2 separate regions of the Danio rerio genome follow, and region 2 is linked to region 1. The links are chromatin contacts, called in public HiChIP or PLAC-seq maps. All regions are on one chromosome and are shown on one strand. Each heading gives the region's core, a stretch centred on a gene start, on an enhancer-like site or on the middle of the called end of the contact. The rest is flanking DNA. Distances are from core to core; before and after follow the strand shown.

The links. HiChIP or PLAC-seq counts read pairs in DNA pulled down with a chosen protein or histone mark.
Region 2: a contact with region 1 is called in an H3K4me3 HiChIP or PLAC-seq map of embryo, with 6 times the contacts expected there. The contact joins the promoter of arhgef17 here to the promoter of p2ry2.3 in region 1. A contact is called at or near these places in 2 of 18 Hi-C or Micro-C datasets (caudal fin and an unstated tissue) and 1 of 4 datasets of contacts at active chromatin or transcription factors (embryo).

Annotation. Positions count from the first base shown.
Region 1 is chr18:4,595,669-4,602,411 of GRCz12tu, reverse strand. It overlaps p2ry2.3 (purinergic receptor P2Y2, tandem duplicate 3), which reads right to left and starts at 2,167. Exons shown (of 2, transcript XM_021467947.3): 1 at 1,986-2,167. The region is part of intron 1 of LOC141378793 (a long non-coding RNA gene); the gene reads right to left. p2ry2.2 (purinergic receptor P2Y2, tandem duplicate 2) reads right to left here. Exons shown (of 2, transcript XM_073930180.1): 2 at 4,904-6,743.
Region 2 is chr18:4,850,925-4,858,162 of GRCz12tu, reverse strand. It overlaps arhgef17 (Rho guanine nucleotide exchange factor (GEF) 17), which reads left to right and starts at 3,519. Exons shown (of 22, transcript XR_012394155.1): 1 at 3,519-4,490; 2 at 4,972-7,238.

The DNA of each region.
Region 1 (6,743 bases), core at 918-3,417:
TTTCGCTCTTGGATAGGGAAACCTTTACGCACAGACATCCATTAGTCTATAAATAATTAATTTAGTTTTTTAAGCGCAAATATTTGTTTCAAAACTATTTCTAAATTCAGTTCTAATTTCCAGCAAACGAATAATTGAACAATAATAACGAAGTGTGCTCAAAAACCTGAGTTATATCCTAAAACACATGCTGTGCCCCATATGGTCTAAAACCTGACAGGTGGGCAAATCTAAGCTTGTTTTTAATAAAACAAATATAAATATGGATATAATAAATAATACTGCTAATAATAATAACATTATACAAAAGCAAATTGTTATGAATGAACTGAAAAAGCCTCCCGAGATGAAGAAGACATAAAAGCAGTGATTTTTCATATTTATGTAGGCTAGAAAATAATATGTTTTCTAATATTTTAATCATTTATATTTATATTCTATATCTATTCTTATTATATCCTATATATATCCTTAATATTTAATTTTTTTCATATGTAAAGATATTTGCCTATTGCTCTCTTGTGCGTATTAAGCAGTGTGTAAGCGAGGCGCAACTCTGCGCCGGAGTTTAGAACAGAACAGAACAAACCATCATTATAAAAAAACTTGCCTAATTACCCTAACCTGCCTAGTTAACCTAATTAACCTAGTTAAGCCTTTAAATGTCTCTTTAAGCTGTATAGAAGTGTCTTGAAAAATATCTAGTCTAATATTATTTACTGTCCTCATGGCAAAGATAAAATAAATCAGTTATTAGAGATGAGTTATTAAAACTATTATGTTTTGAAACCAGTTGAAAAAATCTTCTCTTTATTAAACAGAAATTGAGGAAAAAATAATTACTCTTGTCATATATAATTAATAACATTTGTCATGTTAAAAAAGTTAAATGGAACAAGTTATCACTGTGGAGACAGTCTCATCTCCTAGATCATGCACGTTTTTCTCTAAAAGGTGGGTAATATCTACAAACTCCACACACCCATATTGATACTGTCATGCATATGATAACCTACAAATATTCCTGGAACACTGTTTATAATGGGCAGAAAAAGTAACTTCATAATGTTTCTGTCAGACTCAGGGGACGAACAAATGAGCTTTTAAAGAAATGGACTAACCAACTCTCTCTACCAACAGCACTCTCAGTTATGCCAGAAAGTAACACATTAGATTGATAAGAAATTAGAGCAGAAGTCAAGCAATCAAGCCACAAAGTATCTTAAAATCTCCTGAGAACTTCCTCTCAACATCAAATGGCAAATGATGTTCAGATAACAGCTAATATCACAAAAAGCCTCAAGACACTTTCAATCTATAAGATGAAGTCTACATAAAGACTTCTGTTTGAGATTTTCTGTTTTAAATTAGCATTTTATAAGCATCCTGTAGTTAGGTTCGACCTCTTCAATGCCAGGAGTCTGATAAAACATCTGAATATTTCGTATAACTTTAAAAGACTAGAATAATGCCTGGATTTGTGTACAATAATCAACCTTGATCATTCAGAAAATGCACTAAATTTAAAAATAATTTTTCATTTAGTATATTTAAAGTGTATTTTTATTCTAAACTTAGGCTAAACAAGACAGTTATGAATTAAACATGGATATTTTGTCTTTTCTAACTTAATTAAATGTAGATTCACAGCGTATAGGCACACATGCACCAGTCAAGCAGTTTATATATTCAACACAACACTATTTTCATATTTTCAATGTAAACAAAGATGTCAAGATTTACGATTCGTGGTCTTAAATTTGTAGACCCCATACATACAGCAGTATGCATATAGACTGTACTTTTAGGATGAATCGTTTGAGTTGTATATGATTCATTAACTCTAAGTCAGTTCAAGTAGAAGAATCTTCACGAAATTGAACTCAATCTTGATAGCAAAATGAAATATACATCCCACAATTCAATAAATTAAAAAAATATATACGTGAGCTACTTATTTAGAAAAATATAAGTCACATACTCACGTGTTTTTGGCAGTTATTTTCAGGAATGTCCCCTCACGCTCTTCATACCTGCACAATCCTGCTCTTCCTCTGTCTGTTCATGCTGCATTTCTTTATTGTGGGCGGTACTTCCCATGTAAACACACCTCCGCTTGCCCTCATTGGTCAGGGCATCAGTCAGTCACTCAGATTGTTTATCAATCAGTTCCAATAGAGATAGGTTTCCAGAACGCCCCTCTTAAGCTCCACCCACCTCCAGAAGTTGACAGTCAGATCAAAGCCAAATCAGTCTGGATTACAGCACTGTGTATTGTAATTATAGTTATGAATGTATAGTGCGCCTACATGATGTTAGTTCCGCATCTACCTTTTTTTTTTTTTTTACTTTTACCTGCATATTTACCATTGTTAAGTGTCACTGTGAACATCATGTTTGAGTTCATGAAATAGTAAGCCCTGTCCTCATGGAGTCTATTTGACACTGATGAGTGTTGTCTTGTCATTATAAATACAAGCTGAGCAGCATTCATTTAAAATGTTATGGGGCATTTCTAATTATATCTATGGTGGTTACAGTCCTGGTTTACAGACCATATTAAAGGTGCATTTAACAATTTTGGAAAACCCTTTTTCAACCCAGTGTTGGAGCGATACCCGAAAACCCATCTGCAGCCAATCAGTAAGGGCTATGTCTAGTAGCAACATTGGAGATATTAAAAAGGGGCAAGGTCTAGTGGGGTTATAATTGAATTTGTTTGGTGCTTTCAAATAACTAACATAATTTGCAAATAAATAAAATAAAAACTAGATGCTTAGTGGATCTATAATAAGAGTATTTGGTAACACTTTATAATAACTACACACTATAAATCATTTATTAAGCATTAGCAAATACTGAACTCATTATCTGTTAAGCATTAACTATACATTAATAAACGTTAGTAAGCAGTTTATAACTGCAGCTGCAAATGCTCTATTCTTGACTTATAAGCACCTATATAATGTGTTTAATAATTGTATTTTCATACTTAGTTAATGATTTATTTTTCATTACTAAATTAAGTATCAAATTATTTACAAACTGTTTGTATTTAAGAGTAGCTGAGGGTTTTTAGGATCATTCAGAATGAGTTAGTAAATGATTAATAAACTATTGAAATCAACATTTATATGTCTTATTATTCAGGCTGTACTAATAGTTAACTAATATGTTAACAAATGCTTTATTAACTCAACTTCATGCAGTTTTGTGACCTAATCTAAAGTGAGGACTATTCATGCTTTATAAATGACTTAAAGGCTCAGAATCAAATAAACGATAATCTTTGCAATCTTTCTAAAAAGTGAAATTACTGTAAAGTTTAAACATTGCTGAATAACAGGAGTGTCAAAATATGACATCCAACTGGATAAAACAACAACAATATAATAATTTAACATTTAACATAATGTTTAAACTCTACAGTGATTCTATTTTAGATCAGGTTGCAAAGATTTATTTTTAATTTAAAGTACAGTTTCATTTGTGTCTCTTTAAACGAAGAGAAATTAATAATGTCTTTTTTTCCCGTTTAGAGTTTAACTGAGCCTTTATTTGTCATTTATAAGGCATTTATAAAGCATGAATAGTCCTCTAGATTAGGTCACAAAACTGCATGAAGTTGAGTTAATAAAGCATTTGTTAACATATTAGTTAACTATTAGTACAGCCTGAATAATAAGGAATATAAATGTTGATTTCAAATAGTTTATTAATCATTTACTAACTCATTCTGAATGGTCCAGAAAACCCTCAACTACTCTTAAATACAAACAGTTTGTAAATAATTTGATACTTAATTTAGTAATGAAAAATAAATCATTGACAAAGTATGAAAATACAATTATTAAACACATTATATAGGTGCTTTTAAGTCAAGAATAGAGCATTTGCAGCTGCAGTTATAAACTGCTTACTAACGTTTATTAATGTAGAGTTAATGCTTAACAGATAATGAGTTCACTATTTGCTAATGCTTAATAAATGATTTATAGTGTGTAGTTATTATAAAGTGTTACCGAGTATTTTAATAATAGGAAGTAGGGCTGTATGATTCTGGCTTAAATGAGAGTTATAGTTTTGTTTTTGCTTAAAATTGAATTATAGCTTATAATTATGAATACAGTATCTGACTCTTTTAACACCATTTGGAAGTGTATATATATATATATATATATATATATATATATATAAGATATATTAAGATTATGTGGTGGGTCAAATCGAGATCACAATATTTTTTTGATTAATCGTGCAGTAGGGTTGGGCGATGTTGACCAGTTTGGCATTGTACGATGTCTAATGTGAAACATCGCGATGGACGATGGCATCGTCGTCATAGGTGGGGGTGGTGGTTGTTAAATATCAATTAATTCATAACGAATTAATTAATTGTAGCCTACTGTTTTTACTACCATGGTCTTTGCTTGGCCCATAACCAAACCATAAATTAATAAAGTTACACACAAACGACCACCTGTCAATCACTTTTTTCCGCAGGACTCTGGCATGAATAGGCAGAGTAATCTGTGTCGTTGTAATGGCTTTTCCCACAGCTAGCGGAGGAGACGGGAGTTGGTTTGGAGTTCACTATAATTTGTATTGTGATTGATGATAACTTTCTTAATTTATTATTATGAATCCACCATTTTAAATGTGTACCGGATGTCTCCCGGATACTTTTAGGGCGTAGTATAAGTATTCGAATTGGGACGCAGCAAAGGTGTACTAGGTATACTTGAAACACCCAGGCAGGTGTGTTGAGGCAAGTTGGAGCTAAACCCTGCAGGGCACCGGACCTCCAGGAACGAGATTGGTAACCCCTGTTGTAGATCATTAAGATCACTATACCCCAAAGATGGATTTTCCATACCCATATTTTTTTCAGTTTTAGATTAATCATTTAGTAGAGGATATACAGCACAACAGCCTGTTTAAGGTACACATTTGCCAGTGCATGTGCTACTATAGTAAACAGCTTTACCAATTAAGCTACACAAATGCAGAGTTGTTGCATTGTTTTGTCTTATTTGCAGTTGGTGTGATAATTTATAAATTGCTGCTATGGGTTGTATTTTAAAAAAGTGACCAATGACCTATATGTTTAGAAGACAGGTTGCTTTCAACAAACATGCACTTGAAAAATTACTTTAAGTGACCCTTATATAGTCATTAAGTGCATATTAGATTATATCAATATATAGTGGTTATTAAGTCATTATTGTACTGTCTGTAGCAGTTGTTTCATCTGTTCAGTTTCTTCAAGGGCCTCGACACCCAAGCTGTTGTGCTTTGATGTGCTGTTGGTCAGCGTCGGTCTGGCTAGTTGGTTTGGTGTGTTTCACGGATCACTCCTCGTAGGGTTATTCTTGAGTGCAGACCGTGCACTCTCATTTCAGTTATGCCGAGTTCAGACTGCATGATTTTCAAAGTAGTCGTGTCACAGATGTTTTCACACTGCATGACTATCTGGGCTAGCGTTTTGTCGCTGCTTTGTTTACACTGCAAGATGGATCGGCGACAGGGACTTTCACATTGCATGACTTTACTATAGGAAGAATCGCCGACAACTTCGTCCAAACTACGTCTCACAGCCAAAAACAGGTAGTATATATTTTGTTATTAACTACATAATGAGAAAGAAGCCTTAAATGGGGTAGAACATGTACATGTTTGCTCACCTGGGTTTAAAGGGAATCAGCCATTTCTCCTAACCATTGATAATAAACTAATTTCTTTCTTTAAGAAACGTCAAACAGACACGGTTGCTCCTGAGTCCTGTCAAACCTCCACTAGTTTTTCCTCCATTTCGTGGGTCCAAATAAACCGAAAATGAGCACTTGTAACTTCTCCCCCAGCCTCCAGCTGGCCTGCAGCAGGTATACACACACGCACACACAAGTGGATGCTGCTCTCTCATTGGCTGTAGGCGATCGCTGATGTTATTTTTAGTCAAAACTCAATTCACACGGTATGATTTGAATCATGCAGCTCCAGATATTCAGCATGCCAAATATCTCACAGGCATCAGCGACTCATCGGCGATTCTCTCAGATCGCGTCTTTGATAGTTCATACTGTGTGATTGTCACTCACGTGCACGAGCACTGATTTGCCTGTGATTTCAGGCATTTGTCTGCGATTTCTCAAAACCTGTCGGCGAGCCAAAATCGGGGCTAAAATCACACAGTCTGAACTAGGCATTAGCTGCCATCCAATTGGTGTGTTCATGGACAGATTTTTGGTCCTGACAAGACCAGATGTGTGCCACGCAAGCCCACAACACATTTGGTTTTCATCGGTTTGGTGTCTACTTCTTTGGTGTCAGCTTGGTGTCCCGGCCCAAACAATTGTCAAACAATCACACAGTCTGTGCTGACAAGTAGTGAAAAAGCACATTTACGAGCTGCCCAAACATGCCCTGGCTGCAAAAAAGCATGCAGTGCTCAGCCATATGCGATGCAATTTGCATGTCTGGGGTGAGATGAAGGAGGAGGCATTGAAGATGAATCCAAAGAGTCTTGATGAACTCTGGGAGTCCTGCAGGAACGCTTTCTTCGCCATTCCAGATGACTTTATTAATCAGTGATTTGAGTCATTGCAGAGATGTATGGATGCAGTCCTCCAAGCTCATGATGGAGTCAGACACAATATTCATTCTGTCTCCACTGCAGCAGGACTTTATATTCTATACTGGACATTATTTCTGTTCAGTGACAAGACTTTTGTCTAAGCAAAGTC
Region 2 (7,238 bases), core at 2,270-4,769, 250 kb before region 1:
TGACCCGTACCGACCCAAACCGTACCGTACTGTACCAGTCAGTGGAAACGAGCCATAATAAGGGTGACCATGCTTTCTGTGTGGTGGCCCCACGGCTCTGGAACTCTCTCTCTGGAACTCTGATCAAGCTTTTAATTAACAGTATTAGTGTTTTTGTATTTGGATTTTTAATTAGTTTTAATATGTTTTAGCATGTTTTTTTTTATTGTCATGTGTTTTATTAGTTGATTTCTCTTATTGTAAAGCACTTTGTGACTCAATGTCTGGGAAAGGTGCTATATTAACAAACATTTACTTATCATTTCCATTCAAAAACATTTGTTATTTTCTTAAATACAATATGTTATAACTGTTTTGTTCATCTCAACCTTGAAGAGATACATAATAAACCAATTTTAATAAGAAAAGGTTGAATAAGAAAATGTAAGTGTTAATATACACAATTAAATATTCAATTTTGGGTAACACTTTACAATAAGGTTTATTAGTTAATGCATTTACTAACATGAACTAATCATGAACAACAGATGTACAGCATTTATTAATCATAATTGAACATTTACTAATGCATTATTAACATACAAGTCCATGCTTGTAAACATTAGTTAATGCACCATGAGTTAACATGAACTAACAATGAACTACTGTATTTTCATTAACTAACGTTAACTAACATGAACAAATACTGTAGTAAATGTATTGTTCATTGTTTGTTCATCTTAGTAAATGCATTAATTAACATTAACTAATGAACCTTATTGTAAAGTGTGACCCAAAATTGTTATGTAAATAAATATACAATAGATACTAATATATATGTTTTTTTAAATGAATAAATATTAAATTATAAATAAAAATAATTCTGGTCAAATATATTATCAGCCTTTTGGAGAGACAATTGCACTTGAAACATTGTCCACTTTTTATTTCATCTAAAGTTATAGGAAATTGGGATGACACGGTGGCTCAGTGGTTCGCCTTATAGCAAGAAGGTCACTGGTTTGAGTCCCTGGTGGCTCAGATGGCATTTCTGTGTGGAGTTTGCATGTCCTCCTTGTGTTGGTGTTTCTCAGCCCATATTTTAGTTGAGTTCATACAATATTGTGGACGTACTACTAGGCTACTGTAGGAATAGTAACTTTAAGTTGCTATTTTGACATGTATTAATTTCAGAAAATTGACTAATGTTGACTTTTATTTATTTATTTTTGCAATATATTTCGATAATGGCGGATTATATTGCAACCTTCTTGCTCCTCACAGCAAGAAGGTCGCTGGTTCGAGCCTTGGCTGGGTGCGTTGGCATTTCTGTGTGGAGTTTGCATGTTCTCCCCGTGTTCATGTGAGTTTCTTCCGGGTGCTCCGGTTTTCTCCACAATCCAGAGACTTGCGCTATAACTGGGTAAGCTAAATTGGCCGTAATGTTTGTGTGTGAAAGGGAGTGTATTCTCGCAGTGATGGGTTGCGGCTGGAAGGGCATCCGCTGCGTAAAACATATGTTGGATAAGTTGGCGATTCATTTCGCTGTGGCGACCCCTGATTAATAAAGGGATGAGGCTGAAACGACAATGAATGAATGAATATGTTGATAAGATAACTCAATTTGTTGTTTTGAATTTTGGGAAGTGAACGGCCACTAGGTGACGTGATTTACCAAGGAAAGGTTTCTTAAATTCATTATTATTTTTTGGCATTTAACATTCAGTTTGACATATGCTTTGTGCATATCAAGGCTTGATTACATTGTATTTTGGTAAATTAAGTGTAATCTAGAGGCCTTTGCCTTTCATATGAGCCACTTCTGATACCAAATGATCAACTAGAAGTCAAGTTATTATTTGTTGTTCCTAAAACTTGGAAAGGCAACAAGACTTTTGTCAGGCCTCTAGATTTTTTCAATAAATAAATCAACCCGTTCCTGTGTTGTGTCTAGTATTACTTCAACAATTCAAGTAATTTACATGCAGAGAAGCCAAACTATATTTAAGGAATTCTCAAACATGTATAAATGCATTAAAAATGATGATGATAAATGCTGATCATAATAAGTGTTTTTTTTTTCAGAACTAAATAACATGTTTAATGTAATTTTAAGTGAAAATAGGAATAGTTTATATATCTTTATACACACTACCGGTCAAACGTTTAGGGTCAGTTTCTTTAATTATTTAATAATTTAAATGCATTTATTCTGTTCATCATGGCGGCGTTAACGAAATGTAAATTGTTAAATACTTATTTATTAAATGTATTTATTACTTGTAGTATGTATTTTCAAATGAAATTATCACTCCAGTCATTATTGCTTTTTTTTTTTACAATAACCATTAATAATAATAATAATAATAAAATTAATAGTAAGAAGAATAAGAATATGAACAATAAAATTATTATTAATAACAATAATAATAAGTAGAAGAACAATGAAATTGCTAATAATAAAAAAATTAAACAAATAATAATAAGAATGATAAGAATAAGAACAATAAAATTAATAATAATAATATAAATAATAATAAAATGAAAAAATAGGAACCATAAAATTATTCATAATAATAATAATAATAATATTAATAATAATAATAATAACAATAATAATAATAATAATAATAATATTAATAATAATAATAATAATAAAATTAATAATAAAAAGACAAAAATAAGAACCATAAAATTAATAATAATAATAATAATAATAATAATAATAATAATAATAACAATAATTATAAAATGAATAATATTAAGAAAAACAACAACAACAACAATAATAAAAAATAAATAAATATTACAATGATTTCTAAAGGATCATTTGAATGAAGACTGGAGTGATTCCTCTTTAAAATCACTGGAATAAATTATTAAATTAAATTATAAAAGATTTTTGAACAGTTGTTTTATAGTGTAATGAAATTTCCCTCTTTTACAATTTGTACTGTATTTTTGATCAAATAAATGCAGCCTTGGTGAGCAGTAGAAGCTTGTTTTAAAACCTTTAAAAATCCAACTGAACCCAAAGTAAACTTTAGTGGACATAAACATTAAATGGTTAGAAGAGTAAATCAAACAGGAGTGAAGATGAATATGACCGCTAGAGCGCACTCTAGCCATACCACTAAAACGCCACTTGGACAGGCGAAGAAAAAGAAGAAAAGGGAGGAAAAAATCTCGAAACAAAGAACTGCAAAAGTTTTTACGGTTAAAGCAAGTTCACGGAGACTATGCAGACAAAACTGAGCTTTTGTTTATAAAGGCAGCAACTAAACGCATGCGCCTGAGCCTTTCTAAAGCGCAGCAATGATAACGAGGATGATCATTTGTTCAGCGCTTTCCCACTGCGCGTTTACAAACTGACTCATACTGTCAGCGTTATCTCTCATCAGAAAGAGGAAAAGCTGGATCCCCCCTCATATTCCCCAGGGGTCTTTCTCTCTCTCTAACCCCGACCCCATGCTTTAGTCCCGCCCTCAATCCAAGCAACTATCTGCATGTAAAAAAAGCCACAAGTCACGGAAACCCTTAATTGTGACCAAAAATAAGACCGAGCGCACTTATTATTCAAGCTGGAAATAAAGCATGCTTCAGAAGGAAGACAGTCGGAGGAGGAAATGGGATTTACTTTGGAAAACGCAAACCATTCAATCGTTTCTCTAGTGTGTTTTGGGCTGAAACACTTGGGAGTTTTCTCAAACTTTGAGCCCTTTCTGAATGCATGGATGAGGGAGGCAAACATGCGCAAAGGTCTGGATGTATAACTGTTTTACTAAACAATCATCTGTTGTTCGTGACCAATTTTTTTGTATTCCTCTGCGGGAAACACTGCCAAGCAACTTTTGTGGTTAAATGGGGGCATTGTGAGTTGTTTTCAGGGGGGGTAAAGGCGAGCACGGAAAAAGGAGGAGAAGAAAAGTTTGGACTATTTATCAATGAACTAAGAGAATAGACAAGTGGGAGGACAGGCATCGCGATGGCTGAAAGGGAGACTGAGAGAAAAGCGCCTGTATATAGAAGCGTCTCTTTTAAAAAGTTGGAGAGCTGGAGCGCCAAGAAGCGCAGATCATTTGGAGAGGATTTGGATAGGTGCGGTGCCCTTCCCCCAGAGCACAGCGCGCAGCCATCACAGGCGACGCACGCTGTTACTGTATCCAGAAAAGTTTCCAAAATCTCAGCGGCCAGCCTCTCGACCGCAGACCTCAAGAAAGCCTCTCCTGGAATATCTCCATCGGTTCGGCAGCTCTCCGAGAAGTTTAACTCGAGCACAACCGGCACGCAGAGCTCATTAATCAACACTGGAGGCGTTAAAAACACAAAAAGCGCCGAAGATTTGTCTTTGAGCGAGAGCGGCTGCCTATCCGAGGAGTTTTCGGAGTCTGCGACCGAGAAACTCAAGGAGACTGTTAGATATAGCTCGGCTCAAGAGTCGGTGTCAGGGTCGGATTCGGACAGAGGAGATAAACACAGGCTCTGGAAGACTGTGGGAGGCACGAGCACAGGTAAGATACTTTGTTTTTAAATCGTTTGATTTAAGTTTGCTCATCTGTTTAAATTAGTGTATACATTAAACGCTTTGCAGTGAACATTCTGACGGATAGCTTTGCATGTGATAGCCACTGGTATTAGCTTAATTTATTGAAGTAAAGTTGGTTTTATAATCCCACATTCGTTCAGTGACAACTTGTGACATGGTCTCTATATTGTTTACCATGTTACTTTGAATATTCGTTGGAAAATAGCTTGCACGTATCATTCAAAACAACATTAGCTCTATTTAATTGAATGTGAACAATCTTGTTGATAGTCTTTGGCTGCTAATATGATTTCATTTCAAGAATTCTTGTCTGAAAATAAAATATTAAGGACGAAGACTCGATGTGCAAATGTAAACCAACCTTACCCCTAATTTAAATACACTTATTATACACATTTTTTTTTAATCAAATGAATTGTTAACCACACAATGTGTTTTTGTCTTAGGGAGCCCAACATGTAATTCTCGTCGTTGCTATCATCCATCATATGGAGAGACTATTCATGTTGATGCGAACTGGCCTAGCGTTACTAAAATTAGAGAACTATTTGGGGATGGACGCAGAAAGCAGCATAGATCGACTTCAGATGCGGATGACTTGAAATCAGCCTGTCAACAGCTACAGCATTTCGACGCTAAAGAGGGCCTCTCAACTCCAGACAAAAGTGACAAACCATTCCCCCACCAGCCGAGGGGAGCCTGGCAAGATACAAACAGCTCTCATTATGACAACAGTGCATTGTATGAGGACTATTCGATCTCTGACTTCCAAACTTTAAGTGCTGAAAGCCATTCCTGTGAGATTTTTAATTGCGGTTCAACTCCTGCTGGTAGAACGACCGCTTTGCCCCTCAGGTCTCACCGTTGGCAGGAGCAGAGACAGAGGGCAGAGCAGCCACAGCCACTGGATAGCTCACATTCCTTGCATAACTCCTCTAAACCACAGACAGGGCCCTCCGTGGAGCTAGCCATTGCTCTGAGCTCAGGAGAAGAGGAGCTAAGCGGACGGACAGGCGGAAAGTTCCCACAAAACAAGCATGGCACCAGGGCTAAGTTGAGAGGAAGGTCTTCAGGCAGTGAGGAGGACAGCCCTGCTGCGCTAGCTCACAACAACCGTGACGTTAGACGCCGCTCACTAAGGAAGAAGAAGAAAAGCAGTTGCAGCAGAGACAATGAAGAGTCCGATGATAGTGACGAGCAGCCTGTAATGATGGAGCCGTGTGATTCTCAGCCAGTGGGCCGCAGGATTGAGGGTTTCCGTTCTAGGGGCTGTTATACAGGCCTGTCATGGGCACGAGACAACCCATCACAGCGGTCCCACATGACTAAGGAAAACTTTAGGCACATATATAGAAACTTCGAGGGGTCAGTTGGAGCTAGTCCTGTTCCTCAGGTGTCACGGGTTTCAAAAGTCACCATACCTTCATTTACATCTAGTCCATTAGGTTCTAGAAGTAGCAGCAGGTATTCTAGCACAGAGACATTAAAAGAAGAGGATAACATTAACAGCTTTGGCAGAGCCTCATCCGCTGTTTTGAGTAAAACATACCATGGCAATGCTACTATGTACCGCTCACCTAGTTTCGGTCATGGAGATAACTTTTCCCGTGGCCCAGTTCGTGTTCGCCCTAAGATTGTGCCCAGCCTTAACCCAGCAGACTGTAAAACGGGTAGTTCAGAAAACCGAGTTTTCAGCAACTCTTTAAATAATGAAAAAGACAGAAATAGGATTTCCCTGTCCAACCCTGACATTGCTTCGGAAACACTGTCACTTCTTAGCTACCTTAAGACTGATCTTTCAGAGTTAAGAATGAGGAAAAAGGGACAAGACGATGAGGATAGTCTGAACTCTGATCAAGGCACATCTGTGTACAGAATGGGCTCCAGGACAAATCGACTTCACCCTGGGCGTCCTTCCTTGAAGGATCTCACTGCCACTTTAAGAAGGGCAAATTCTTTTACTTACTCTGAGAAGCCAATAGTACAGCGATATTACGGTAGTGGACCAGGCTTAAGGAGTTCCTCTGAACAAAGACTCGACTCTGAAGGCAGTGGTGAGCAGGTGATAATTGCTGACAGAGAAGTGGAAAGCGATGACTGCAGAAGTTCTTATGGATACGATGAGCCAATGCCAACACCTTTACAAGACCGTTATTTGCAGGAAGCCAGACAGGTAATAAGAGACATTTGTCAAATGGGTGAAAGTAAGGATGATGATTATGTGGAGGACAATTTTAAAACAAAACCCAGTGACGCTAAAATAAATAATGAAGAAGGCGATGAGACGAAGCAGGAGGTAAGGAGACTTGAATACCCTGTTTTTACTGGGTGCAAGGAAGAGGAGGCTGATGGAAAAAGTGGAAAATGTTTACAGAAGGGAAATTCAGAGGAGAACATGTTCTGTGATAAGTCATTGGATGAACTCTCTGGTCATGAATCTAGTCTGACAGATGAAGGAATTGTCACAGAGCCAGAGGTTGGCTCATATGGGGGGCTGTCCTGCAGTAAAGACGTGCTGGGTCAGACCCTCGCCGTTTGGAATCAGTCAGGGTTGTACGATGAGCAATTGCCTGATACAACACCAGAGGAATCTCTTTCATCTCAGATTCCGTCTGTTAGGACGGAGTGTGAGGGAGTAGCCATAGGAGGAGACATTAGCAGCAGTAAAAATGTAAACCAGGGGGCCTTAGAGGCTCCAAATACTCCTAGTGCC